Regions from separate parts of the Bos taurus genome. Here region 2 is linked to region 1. The links are chromatin contacts, called in public Hi-C maps. All regions are on one chromosome and are shown on one strand. The core of a region is the stretch at or near the end of the contact, and the rest is flanking DNA. Distances in the headings are between cores, read along the strand shown. Region 1 overlaps SLC16A5 (solute carrier family 16 member 5). Region 2 holds the start of HID1 (HID1 domain containing).

Region 1 (6,647 bases), core at 704-3,203:
GCCCCTGCGGGGACAGCCCTCTCTTCTGTGTGACTGTGGGGCGTGTGTTGTATGGTATGTGTGTTGTGTGTGTGTGCTGTGTGGTATGTGCTGTGTGTATGTGTTGTTTGTGTGGTATGTGCTGTGTGTGGTATGTGTGGTATATGTGGGGTGTGTGTGTTGTATATGTGCTGTGTGTGGTGTGTGTATGTGTGTGGTGTGTGTGATGTGTGTGTGTGGTGTGTGGTATGTGGTGTGTATTTTGTGTGTGGTGTGTGTGGTGTGTTTTGTGGTGTGTGTGGTGTGTGTATGTGTGGTATGTGGTGTGTGTGGCGTGTGTGTGCATGCTGTGTGTGTGCTGTATGTGGTATGTGGTGTGTGTACATGTATGTGTGGGGTGTGTGTGGTGTGTTGTGTGGTATGTGGGGTGTGTATGTGTGCTATATATGTGTGTGTATGTGTGTGGTGTGTGTATGTGTGCTGTATGTGTGTGTGGTGTGTGTATGTGTGCTGGGTGTGTGTATGTGTGTGGTGTGTTGTGTGGTATGTGGGGTGTGTATGTTTGCTGTGTGTGTGTGGTGTGTGTATGTGTGCTGAGTGTGTGGTGTGTGTGTGTGGTGTGTGTATGTGTGCTGGGTGTGTGTATGTGTGTGGTGTGTTGTGTGGTATGTGGGGTGTGTATGTTTGTGTGTGTGTGGTGTGTGTATGTGTGCTGGGTGTGTGGTGTGTGTATGTGTGTGGTGTGTGTATGTGTGCTGGGTGTGTGTATGTGTGTGGTGTGTGTGGTGTGGTGTGTGGTATGTGGGGTGTGTATGTTTGCTGTGTGTGTGTGGTGTGTGTATGTGTGCTGAGTGTGTGGTGTGTGTGTGTGGTGTGTGTATGTGTGCTGGGTGTGTGTATGTGTGTGGTGTGTTGTGTGGTATGTGGGGTGTGTATGTTTGCTGTGTGTGTGTGGTGTGTGTATGTGTGCTGAGTGTGTGGTGTGTGTGTGTGTGGTGTGTGTATGTGTGCTGGGTATGTGGTGTGTGTATGTGTGCTGTGTGTGGTGTGGTATGTCTGTGTGTGTGTGTGTGTGGTGTGGTGTGTGTGTGTGGTGTGTGTACATGTGCTGGGTGTGCTGTATGTGTGCTGTATGTGTGTGGTGTGTGTGTGTGGTGTGTGGTGTGCTGTATGTGTGCTGTATGTGTGTGGTGTGTGTGTGTGGTGTGTGTGTGTGGTGTGTGGTGTGTGTATGTGTGCTGTATGTGTGTGGTGTGGTGTGTGTATGTGTGCTATATGTGTGTGGTGTGGTATGTCTGTGTGTGTGTGTGTGTGGTGTGGTGTGTGGTGTGGTGTGTGTGTGTGTGTGGTGTGTGTATGTGTGCTGAGTATGTGGTGTGTGTATGTGGTGTGTGTATGTGTGGTGGGTGTGGTGTGTGTATGTGTGCTGTATGTGTGTGGTGTGGTATGTCTCTGTGTGTGTGTGTGTGTGGTGTGTGGTGTGTGTACGTGTGCTGGGTGTGGTGTGAGTATGTGTGCTGTATGTGTGTGGTGTGGTGTGTGTGTGTGGTGTGTGGTGTGTGTATGTGTGCTGTATGTGTGTGGTGTGTGTGTGTGGTGTGTGGTGTGTGTATGTGTGCTGTATGTGGTGTGTGTGTGTGGTGTGTGGTGTGTGTATGTGTGCTGTATGTGTGTGGTGTGGTGTGTGTATGTGTGCTATATGTGTGTGGTGTGGTATGTCTGTGTGTGTGTGTGGTGTGTGTGTGTGTGTAGTGTATGTGTGTGGTGTGGTGTGTGTGTGTGTGTGGTGTGTGTATGTGTGCTGAGTGTGTGGTGTGTGTGTGTGGTGTGTGTATGTGTGCTGGGTGTGTGGTGTGTGTATGTGTGCTGTATGTGTGTGGTGTGGTATGTCTGTGTGTGTGTGTGTGGTGTGCTCAGAGAAGCCCGCGCAGGCACAGGCCTCTCCTCTGTGGGACGGTGTGCGGCCTCTTGGCGGTGAGCGCTGTGACAGGAGCGCTGCAGGGAGACGGGCTCCGCGCTCTGACGCTGCAGTGTGGTGCGCTTTGTGCAGCGGCTGCCCGCTCGGCGGCCCTCACCCGCTGGCTCCCTGGCCGTCACCGCAGCTCTGACAGGGAGCCTGGCTGTGCCCGGGGCTCTGGAAGCAGGAAGGCTGGTCGGGACGTTTGGTGAGGTGTCACTGTGCGCCTGTGGCACTAGGACTGAGCGGCTCCAGACGGCTGCTCCGTCTACCGGCAGTTCTGGCGCGCTCGTGGGCACGCGGCCACGGCTGGGCCGGGCAGTCCCACCTGCTGACCCCGGGATGACGGCACAGCTAGAAAGCGTTCGGCCCACCCGTCCGGGCCCACAGTGGTTCACCTGCTGGCCCTCCTGTCCCTCCTGCCAGGCTGGCTCTGAGAAGTAGGGGAAAGGCGATGCCAAGGCCAGTACGTGGGCCTCTGGCCACCTCCCAGGGGGCGGCGTCCCTCTGCTGTACCCGGTGCCGGGCGAGAGGAAAGGACGGGTCCAGCCGCCCAGCGGTGGCGGCAGGGGCCAGGGCCAGCCGGCAGCTCCCTTCTGTCCCTTCCTCAGGCAACCCGGGCAGCGGTTAGGCTGTGGCCGCAGCGTTCGTAGCTGAGGATGTCCCAGGCCTTGGAGCGCTCCGAGGGCTGCTGGGCCTGGGTGGTGCTGCTGGCCTCCGTGGTGACGCAGGGCCTCACCCTGGGCTTCCCCACATGCATCGGCATCTTCTTCACCGAACTGCAGCGTGAGTTCCAGGCCAGCAACAGCGAGACTTCCTGGTTCCCCTCCATCCTGACAGCCATGCTCCACGCAGGGGGTGAGCAGGGTGGGGAGGGACCGGGCGTGGGCTGGGGTGCGGGGAGGGATGAGAAGGAGCTCGGGAGGAAGAGAGGAAGCCACAACCTCTCCGGCCTCCTGGGTCCCTCTCTCTGGGGCCACAGGTTTCGCCTGGTGCTGTGAATTCCTGGGATGTCATCTTGATTTCAGCAGGGCCAGTTCCCCCGCCCAGGATCCTGTGGGGCTAGGCTGAGCTGGACTGGGCTGGGGATGGGCACAGGGCAGGGAGGCCCCCAAGATGTAAAGCCAGTCCTCCTGATGAGCATGGGAGGATCGAGCCAGACCATAAGAGTTCAGGGGCACACGCCACAGAACAGCGAGGCTTCCTGTGGGGTGATCTCTCAGAAGCTCAGTTTTTCCCTCTGCCATTTGGGGAAAACAGCCAGCAGCCCCAGGCTGCCCACCTCCCACACAAGGTTGCAGAGAAGATCACAGAGTCCTGCCAGGTCTGAGAGCTTGGGCAATAGAAATAGCCCTCATCAGGGCTTCAGGACAGGAATCGGGGGGCTGGAGAAGGACCCCAGGAGCAAGAGGGGGGCAGAGCAAGAACCCCATCTCTCACCAGGAAGCAGAGGGCTGCGGAGATGGAGGGCAGCCCCCTCAGTTCCTGGTTGGCTTCTCCAGTGATGGGAGGGCTCACCTTGACCCCAGGGAAAGAGAAGGGGCCCGGGTGGGTTCTCCACAATAGCCTTGGGCTCGCGGGCCTGCCCCCCCACTCCTGCGAGCTCTCCAGGGAGACTCCATGGGCAGTGACCTCTTGGTGGGGGCTCGACTTGACAGCCCGCCGGGCTCTCCTCACCCCTGTTTGCCTGTCTCAGGTGATCCATCTCCCCACCCTCCACTGGCACTGGGAGGGAAGTCAGACTGGGATAAGAGCCACCTTCACTGACATGACCCCTGAACCTGCTGCTTGGGGCATGGGCTCGGGGCAAGGAGCAAGGCCAGGCCTGGCTCAGACCGCACAACCTTTCAGCCAACAAGCATGGGCAGTAGTGTGAATCTCAGATGGTTCCTTTTCTGCAACCGGAGAGGGGTCTGGGCCAGGGACTAGGAACCGGGCATTCAGTGGGGACCCCGCTCCCCAGCCAGCTTTAGACTCACACCCAGGAGGCATGCCAACATTCTGGTCAGCCCAGGACTCCTATAGGTCTGTCTTACATACACACACACACACCTTTAGTCCATGCTCATTCAGAGTATTATGGAAATTTTTAACTTGAAAGTATCCTTGATCCTAAGTACCCCCCAAACCCACACATTTTAGAGATGAAGACAAGCCGGCACGGAGTATCCAAGGCCTTACCTGTGCTGTAGAGTGAGTTTGGGGAAGAAACTGTGCCCATGCAGAGGGAACATTTGCCTCCCAGTGCCCCACCCCAGCACCCTCTGCTATATCAGCTAAGCTGGCACACGTCCCAGCCCCCGCCCCACACACGATGACTCAGGGCTTTCCCCAATGTCACCTTTCCAAAGTCAGGTCAAAGTTTGGGGGTGGGAAGGATGTGTGGGTCAGCGGTCATGTCCATTTCAAAGCCTCGCCTCTCCCTCTGTGGCTGCCTCTCCTTGATTACCTCTGAGGATGGGCTGCTCACTTCCTCTGTTACTCTCATACTCAGACTGGCTCACACCCACACACCCTCTCTCCACACCAAGCACCCAAACTCACATTGTGTGTGCAGACACACTTTCTCTGTCCCTTTGGCTGCGCTCTGGGAGAGTTAACTCTGGAGAAACTCTACAGTGTGTATTTGGGAGGGCGGGGTAGGGTGGGGCGGGGCAAGGTATTTGGCGAATGGGGCCCTCTGAGGTGTCAAGGAGCAGCCTGCCAGGACTGGCTCACTTCTACTCTGGGTCTGCACTGATGAGAAAGCAGCTCAGGGTAGAGGTGGGGGAGGACAGGCCCCTCTCCTCCAGAAGCCAAATATCTAGTGATGCAAGACTTTGGTGGTGGCTGGAGGGAATGGGGGAGGGGAGAAGGTACTCCACATACTTTTCTCCAGAGGCTGGAGCAAGGGGGTGCACGGTAGCCCAAGGCCCCGGGTTGCCCACCCTGAACAGGTTGAAGGATGGTGGGAGGGCTGCAGCCAGTCCTCCTGAGGATGGGGGAGAGGGGGACAGGGAGTGGAGGTGCTCACCGTGATGTAGCCGCCCTGGGACTGTGGTCCACTGAGGCTGACCCCTGCGAGGGGCATCCACCCAGGTCACGATTTCACCCAGATGGATGCGGCCTTCGGTCAGTGCAGTGAAGGGCCTTAGTCTGTACCTCTGGGGATCCTGGTCAGGGTCAAACTGAATATTTGCAGCACCTCACCTCACAGCTGCTCAGACATCACCCAGCCTGACCCCTCAGCCTCTGCAGGGGGAAACCAAGGCCTGGAGAGGGACTGGCCTTGCTCGGCCTGTAGCCAGTCTTTAGCAGGGTGGGGATCAGAACCCAGGTGTGTGTGTTCCAGGGCTTCTGCTTTGTGCCTTTTTTTTTTTAATTGAGGGCTTCCCTGGGTGGTTCAGTGGTAAAAAATCCGCCTGCCAATGCAGGAGACGCAGCAGATTCAGGTTCAATCCCTGGGTCAGGAAGATGCCCTGGAGGAGGAAATGTTAGCCCACTCTAGTACTCTTGCCTGGAAAATCCCATGGACAGAGGAGCCTGGTGGGCTACAGTTCATAGGTTGCAAAGAGTCAGACACGACCGAGTGACAGCACGCACGCATTTATTATTTACTTTTGGCTGTGCTGTCTTTGTTGCTCTGCAGGCTTTTCTCTAGTTGTAGTGAGTGGGGGCTCCTCTCTGGCGTCTGTGTGCGGGCTTCTCAACGCGGTGGCTTCTCTTGTCGCGGAGCACAGGCTCCGGGGTACAGTGGCTTTGGTTGTTGAGGCTCCTGGGCTGTAGAGCACAGGTTCATTGCTCTGCAGTTGTGGTGCACGGGCTTCATTGCTCCATGGCACGTGGGATCTTCCTGGATCAGGGATCGAACCCGTGTCTCCTGCATTGGCAGGTGGATTCTTTACCACTGAGCCCCCCAGGGAAGCCTTTAAGCCACCTGCTAGTTGCTCCTGGAACCCCCTCCCAAGCCCGTTCTCTCCCTCCCTCTGACCTCGTCATTCAGCTGTCACCTGCTGCCTGCCTCCTCCCCACAGGCCCCCTGTGTAGTATCCTGGTGGGACGCTTTGGCTGCAGAGCAACGATGATGCTGGGCGGCGTGCTGGCCAGCCTGGGCATGGTGGCCGGCTCCTTTTGCCGCACCCTCGGCCAGCTCTACCTCACGGCAGGATTCATCACAGGTGACTGTCATTTCATTTTGAGAGTTACTGGGTAGGTACTGGGTACGAGACTGAAAAGGGCCAGGCGTGGTAAACAGGGCAGGCGAAGCTCTGAATCTCCTGGGGCTGCTCACAGCCACTCGAGGCAGAGGAACAATGAACAGATAAGTAACGAGGGTCAATCCTGACAAGTGCCCGAGAAGACAGGACAGCTGATGCCATGGTGTCCTCGTTCGGGTGGGGTTGGGCAGAGATTAGACAAGTAAAGAGGTGGAATAACTAAATCAGCCAGTGTAAAAGACACAGCAGGGTTGGGGGAGGTTGCTGCTTTTTTTTTCGGCTGTGCCTGAGGCTTGTCGGATCTCGCTTACCGGACCAGGGATGGAACCTGCGCACCCTGCAATGGAAGCATGGAGTCTTAACTCTGACCACTAGGGAAGCCCCAGCTTGCTGCTTTCAGCAGAGCTGTCAGGGAAGGCTTTGCAGAGAAGGTGACATTTGGCCAGAAGGAGGGGAGGCATCTGCCACCAGGCACCCGGGGAAGAACATTCCAGAAGGAGCAGCAAGACCAAAGG
Region 2 (7,001 bases), core at 1,954-4,453, 110 kb before region 1:
ACAGCCTGGGTCCCAAAACTGGTAGAGCAAGTTAGCTGGGGGAGAGGAACAAAGACCAAAACTGCGCCCTGGGGCCGCGGCTGGCTTGTCCTCATGCCCTCCAACCCTCTCTGGGGTCCAGGGAAGCACACCCCCAGTGTGGGTGGTCCGGTGGAAGTGGGGAAGGAGCCTCCCGGAAAACATGCATGGCCCTTGCCCACCTCCCATCTGAGAGCACCTCTGGGAAGCCATTTTTCCCCTCCTCCCAAGTAGCCACTACCCTTTAAGCTTAAAGGGGCAGAAACTCATCGAGTGCACTTGACCTCTGACCTAGTTCATCAGGCAAGTGTCCCCTGGGGACTGAATTAAGAATGAGGAGAGAGTCTTAGCAGGGGAGCTTGAGAGGCCCCAGGGCAGCCCAGCTCTGAAGCAGAGGGAAATCCCAGCTCTGGGAGCTGGCCTTGAACTTCAGGACTAATGATTTCACCTCCCCCATCCCCAACTTGGACCTCTTCTCCAGGTCCCAGCTGTGGCTCAGATCCTTCAGTTTGGTGGCCGTTACCAGAGCAGGGGAGGCTAGCTTGATGCCATAGGTACTGGCCAGGTTCGCTGAAACTTTTGAGTGGGGAGGGAACATAGCTTAGATCCTGCCTCAGTTATTCTAGCCCTACCTAACACAAAGAAGCTTCTAAAATCCAAGCTAGTTTCTTTAAAGAGTATTTTTGGTGGAGGTGAGCAGGCCCGTGCTGCCAAGGGCACAGGGACTGAGCTACCCTGGAGGGAAACCAGATATTCTTAGCGAAGCTTTGCTGGGACCTGCTCAGGCCAGATGCCCACCAGCCTGGAGGACCGGCTGCAGCTGCTGGACCTCTCTGGGGGGAGAAGGGAAGCACCAGCAGTGGTCTGGCCTGCCAAGGGTGACCTGTACTGAATCACCACGGCATTCGCACACTCATACATGTGCACACGTGTGAACATGGACCCACCAGGTATCCTCTGGCCTACGACAGAGAATCTCCAAAAGGACAGGATCTAGGAGAGGGTCCCAGATCCAGGAATATGCCCCTCGAGGGCTCCACCCACACCGGGAAAGGCTTGAAACACAGCCAAAGCTGCCGGCTTCAGGACTGGGGTCGGGCCCAGCCCGAGGCAGGAAGAAAACAGGATACAGCACAGGAAGGCCGGGAAAGCCAACCAGCTTGGGCCCAGGCCACGGGGAAAAGGTTCTAGGTTGGCTTGTCTGCAAAACCCTGTGATCACAGAGGCCCTGGGACAAGAGGACACCCTGGGGACAACTGGCCTGAATCTCCTTGGGGACACCGAGTGGCAAGGTCTGGGGACCATTTGGGGTTTGGCCCTGACTCCCGAGCTGTTTGAGCCAGGTCACTGCACAGGGTCCGTGGCTTCAGGCTCTGAGGGTCTCTCCCTCCAGGCAGCCCAGGTCCCCTCCCACCTGCAGGGCCCCAAGGCTCTCCTGAGAGAGACTCAGGCTGGTGTCTGGCTCCAGCTCTGTCCCACGTCAGCTCACTGTCCCCAGCTGTCCCCAGCTGCTCAGTCCACCCTGTCATAGGGCCACAGCCAGGGAAGGATGGAGGCCCAGTGTAATTTGGGGAGGGGGCCCGAGCCTGTAGGAATCCTGTGGGACCCAGCTGAGCTGGTCCTACTGGCCTGGCAGAGACCCTAGCTGCCGAGCCCATAGTGACAAGGTGGTTTCCTCCAACAAGGCGTTTCCCTCCCCAGGCAGGTAAACACGGAGGCCTCCCTCCCCTCTTCTCCTTGTGGCCCCCCACCGAGAGGCGGGACCACCTGCCACCCTCAGATCTAGAAGCCCCACACGCCAAAAAAGCCAAATGCCAGAAACAGCCAGGAGCCTTGGGGGCAAGGGTGATTAGCAAGGCCTGGTTTCTATCAAATGCCTCTCAGCTGGGACTGGACCCTTCAGAGGCCCTGGGCGTGTGCCGGGCTCCTGACCTTTCTCCTGTGGGAACCAGAGAGTGTGGGACCAGAGTTCTGGCCCCTGGAGCTGCAACCAGCTGGCTGTGGGGGAAATGGCTCCCTTGAAACTACTCTACTTGGGAGCATGAGAGAGCCCTAGGGGTGCAGGTAGAAGGAAATCCCCGGCTGGCAGCAGGTCCTGACTCCCTCGAAAGTGGGGGACCTGGGGAGGCAGAGATGGGCATCTCTTTGGCCAGAGTGGCCTGGCTCAAGGAGTGAGAAGAGAGGGGTGGGCAGGGAGATAGCCTTGCTGGGGCCAGCCCTTGTGCTGGGGGCAAGGAGTTGGCCTCGGTGCCACTTGTGGGCTCAGGGGTCTGTGCAAGCCTGGATGGGTACCCCCAGGCCCCACAGTACCTAGTCCAGGGGCAGCCTGGACGGTTCTTAACCCTGCCCCAGAGAACACAGGGTACAGCAAACACAGCCACCTGCACCGCAGGGCCTGGAAAGCGGAGCCCCTGGAGCAGTGGTCCCCAGCTGGGAATCTGGACTCCATGGGCCTGGGAACAGCTCCCCTGGCCAGGCTGCAGCGCTGCCTGCCACTCTGCGTGTTCCCATCAACACCTAGGCCTTCTCTGGCCGTGGGCATCGACCCGGCCCAGCGAGGCCGCCACCGTGCACCAGCTGTTTCCCGATCCGGGAAGGCAACCGCCGGCTTTGTTTGCACTGAGTCAACCGGGTCTGTGCCTCCCGGATCGCCGACACCCACCGAGGGGCAGGGAGGAGAAAAGGAGGTGTTTGGGTGGGTGGGGGTGGGGAGAGGCTGGAGATTGAGGGGCTGGAGGGGCGATGAGGGGGCCGACAGCGGAGCGGACAGCGACGACGCCGGCCTGGGGAGTAGGCACACGTCAGCCTAAGGTGGCAGCAGCAGCTGCGGGAAATAGGGATGTTCCCGGGAGAGAAGGCTGGGGGTGGGGGACTAAGGGATGGAGCCCTGGGGTACAGGCCCAGGAGTCTCGCTCTTCCCTGGCTGCGGCGTCACCCTCCTGGCCAGCTGGTCCCCCCAGCCCCCGGCTAGCCAAGTTCTTGCAGCCGTTCCCCCAACCCCGAAAGCCCTGCCCTGCCCCCACCCTGGCAGGTGCGTGGGAAGGCCGGGGCCCCGGGCGCACCTGCGTCTTGGTGGTGAGCTGGATCACCGCCTTTCGGAAGTTCAGCTTGGAGTCGGCCGACCCCATTTCGTTGGAGCCCGTTCCGGCCTGGTCCCGGCCCCGACTCCCGCTCGGGCTCCGGCTGGGTATCCAGCTCCAGCCCCGCTGCCCCCGCGGCTCTCGCAGGAGCCGAGCCGCGCGCCCCGCCCGCCCGCCGGCGTCGGCCCCGCCCCCCTGGGCCCCGCCCCGCCGGGCCCCGCCCCCCGCACCTGCTGCTCCAGCGCCGTGTTCCCCGCGCCGACCCGGGGTCTGGCCCGCGGATCCACCCCCAGCCCCTTCTCAGCTGGATCGGGTTCCTTCTGCGTGGAAGCGTTATCCCTCTCGGTCTCTCCCATTTACACTCAGCGCCACCCCCACCCCACGGGCCCGCAACCTTTCCAGCCTCCGTCCCCTGCCCCCCATCCTCACCCTCGGTCCCCACTCCATCACTAGGCCGACAGTTTCAAAGCCGGTCCTCTCCAGCATCTTTCTTGTCCATCTCCCGGCATTCTGGGGCATTCTGGGCATCCGCTCCTTTGGTTCCCCTTTTCTGACCTGTCTCATCGGGCTCCGCGGCCTGGTGAGAGCGAGGGGTCCCTTCTGAGTCCCACCATTCCTTTCTGGCCACTTGCCTTCCCTGAGAATCCTCTTAGAGTCATCCATTTCAACAGATATGTTTAGGGACTAGGATTTATCAACACGGTGTCAGGGCCGGGGGGCCGAGGAGGCTTAAGGCACAGAGTCTGCTATTTAAGAGCAGTTAGCTAGAGAGACAAAAAAGGAACAGATTAGCCATGGTTCAGCCCAATGAGACCAGGATAGAGGCAAATTAATAATAATAAATAGTGACAACCTCTTACACGACAGAAAACCTACCTCTGAAGTAGGTATTAAACCCACTTTACCCTAGGGAAAACTGAGGCTCAAAGCAGTTAAGCTGCCCAAAGTCACACAACTGGTAAGGAACAAAGCCAAAAAAGTAAATCCAGCTCTGGCTCCAAAAGAGGCTGCATTTTTTCAACAATATCGCCTTGCAGGTTATGTCTGGAAGCTTCTAGAAATCCTAGCTGCTTCAAAAGGAGGTGACATTTAGCTTGAATTGGAGTTCCAAGGGTAAAAAATGTGGGGTGCGCTGTCTAGGCATAAAGGCAGGGTAGGACAGGGGTGGGGTAGCAAGGAGGGGGGCAAGGGTGTCCCCACAGCACTGAATGAGCAGACTGGACGGGAGAGCTCTGTGTTTGCTCCTGAGGTGGGTTTTCCCTACCCTGGATGAAATCTTGGACAGGCTCCATGGCTTTTATAATCACTTCAAGATAACAAATGAATAGTACCTTTATTTGGCATTAAAAAAAAAAATCCAGTCCATTCTACAAATCACCCATTCCCAGTCCAGGCCAGTGTGACATTTAAAAGCTGCTGCGTCGCTTCAGTCGTGTCTGACTCCGTGCGACCCCAGAGACGGCAGCCCATCAGGCTCCCCTGTCCCTGGGATTCTCCAGGCAAGAACACTGGAGTGGGTTGCCATTTCCTTCTCCAATGCAGGAAAGTGAAAAGTGAAAGTGAAGTTGCTCAGTCGTGTCTGACCCTCAGTGACCCCATGGACTGCAGCCTACCAGGCTCCTCCATCCATGGGATTTTCCAGGCAAGAGTACTGGAGTGGGGTGCCATTGCCTTATTCATTAAGGAGATACAAACTGAAACCACAATACAGTTACTGCTACATACCTATTCAGTTCAGTTCAGTCACTCAGTCGTGTCCGACTCTTTTCAACCCCATGAATCGCAGCACGCCAGGCCTCCCTGTCCATCACCAATTCCCGGACCTCACTCAAACTCATGTCTATCAAGTCAGTGATGCCATCCAGCCATCTCATCCTCTGTCATCCCCTTCTCCTCCTGCCCCCAATCCCTCCCAGCATCAGGGTCTTTTCCAATGAGTCAACTCTTCGCATGAGGTGGCCAAAGTACTGGAGTCTCAGCCCTTCCAATGAACACCCAGGACTGATCTCCTCTAGAATGGACTGGTTGGATCTCCTTGCAGTCCAAGGGACTCTCAAGAGTCTTCACCAACACCACAGTTCAAAAGCATCAATTCTTCTGCGCTCAGCTTTCTTCACAGTCCAACACTCACATCCATACATGACCACAGGAAAAACCATAGCCTTGACTAGACGGACCTTTGTTGGCAAAGTAATGTCTCTGCTTTTCAATATGCTGTCTAGGTTGGTCATAATTTTCCTTCCAAGGAGTAAGTGTCTTTTAATTTCATGGCTGCAATCACCATCTGCAGTGATTTTGGAGCCCAAAAATATAAAGTCTGACACTGTTTCCACTGTTTCCCCATCTACTTCCCATGAAGTGATGGGATGCCATGATCTTCATTTTCTGAATGTTGAGCTTTAAGCCAACTTTTTCATATCAGGATAGGTCAAAAACAAAAACGTAATGATGCCAAATACTAGTGAAGATGGGGAGCGTTTGTATTTTCTTATAAAGTTAATTCTAGGGATTTCCCTGGTAGTCCAGTGGTTAAGACTCCGTGTTTCAAATGCAGGGGCACAGCTTCGATCCCTGGTGTGGCCAAAAAATAAAAAAATAAAGTTAAATATACAATTACTGTATAACTCAATAATCCCATTTTTAGAATTTACTCAGGAGAAATGAAGACATAGATCCACACAAAAGGCTGAGTAATTCATGTAACAGTTTCATTCATAATCACCAAAACCTGGAAACAAACCAAATGCCCATCACCTGTGGTTCATCGATACAATGGACGAGTACTCAGCAATTGTTTAGCCACTCCGTTGTGTCCGACTCTGCGGCCCCATGGACTACAGCCTCCTAGGATCCTCTGTCCACGGGATTTCCCAGGCAAAAATACTGGAGTGGGTTGTCATTTCCTTCTCCAGGGGATCTTCCTGACCCAGGGATCAAACCTGCCAATCCTGGATTGGCAGGCGGATTCTTTACCACTGAGACACCTGGGGAGCCCATACTCAGTAATAAAAAGGAACAAATTACTGGTACAGGCAGCAACAATGTGGATGGATCTCAAAAGTGCTGGGTCAGATACAGAAGACAACGTACTGCGTTATATCGTTTATATGACATTCTGGCAAAGACAAAATACAGGAACAGAAAACAAGCCAGTGATTGCCATGGGCTGGGAGCAGGATGAGGGCACTGACTGTGAAAGCATGTTTTGTTTCGATGTGGGGGTGGTTCTGTGATTGTGTATGTTTGTCAAAATTCACGTGACTCTGCACCTAGAAGGGATGACTTTTACTGTGAGTTGTAGCTCAATTTAATTAAAAATAAATAAAACAAGAGCAGGTACTAATTGACCATTCAAAGGGAGGAATCGTTTTTTGCTTTTATTTCTTGATCACGCACCATATGGGATCTTAGTTCCCCGACCACGGACTGAACTTGCACCCCCTGTGTTGGAAGCGTGGAGTCTTAACCACTGGACCCTCAGGGAAGTCCCCCAAGAGAGTATTTGTGAGCCCTCTGGTCTTGCCCATTGTTCAGAGCCACTTCTGTGGTTTGCAACCAGGAACTCCAGGTGGCACTGAGATATTTCTGGTCACCCATGGACACTTGGACAGATTGGCCAAAATGAGTTTAATCAAGGGGTGATTTATAAGGAGAAGGGAAACCAACAAGCGTCAGTGAGGCACTCTGGGGCTAGAAGCGGTAGAGAGCCTCAGCTATACTCAAACCTAAGGTGGTGAGGGGTGGAATGGTTGCTAGAACACAGAGAAAGAGAGCCCAGCCATAGGAGAGGGCCAAGAGGAGCAGTGGGCTCCCACGATCTGGGAGGGATGGAGCTGTGAGATAGATACCCACCTTCACTTGTCTCCTGCCCCCAACTTCCTGCTTCCCTCAGTGGACCAACAG

Evidence for each region. Hi-C and Micro-C count contacts between places; a contact is called where the count stands out from the background.
Region 2: a Hi-C map of liver shows a contact between it and region 1, with 3 times the contacts expected there. The contact joins the promoter of HID1 here to the enhancer-like site in region 1. A contact is called at or near these places in 3 of 11 Hi-C or Micro-C datasets (8-cell embryo, liver and an unstated tissue).

The regions. Positions count from the first base shown.
Region 1 is chr19:56,344,502-56,351,148 of ARS-UCD2.0, reverse strand. SLC16A5 (solute carrier family 16 member 5) reads left to right here. Exons shown (of 6, transcript XM_024981070.2): 3 at 2,548-2,794; 4 at 5,950-6,093. The coding sequence starts at 2,596. Among named protein-coding and RNA genes, the nearest start is that of SLC16A5, 12 kb to the left of the region's middle. Within about 2 kb of position 1,953, at least 12 of the 102 cell types and tissues checked have an H3K27ac peak or open chromatin away from gene starts, as enhancers often do. A contact at or near this core is called in liver, where this site is marked.
Region 2 is chr19:56,451,274-56,458,274 of ARS-UCD2.0, reverse strand. HID1 (HID1 domain containing) reads right to left here and starts at 3,203. Exons shown (of 19, transcript NM_001076924.1): 1 at 3,081-3,203. The coding sequence starts at 3,146.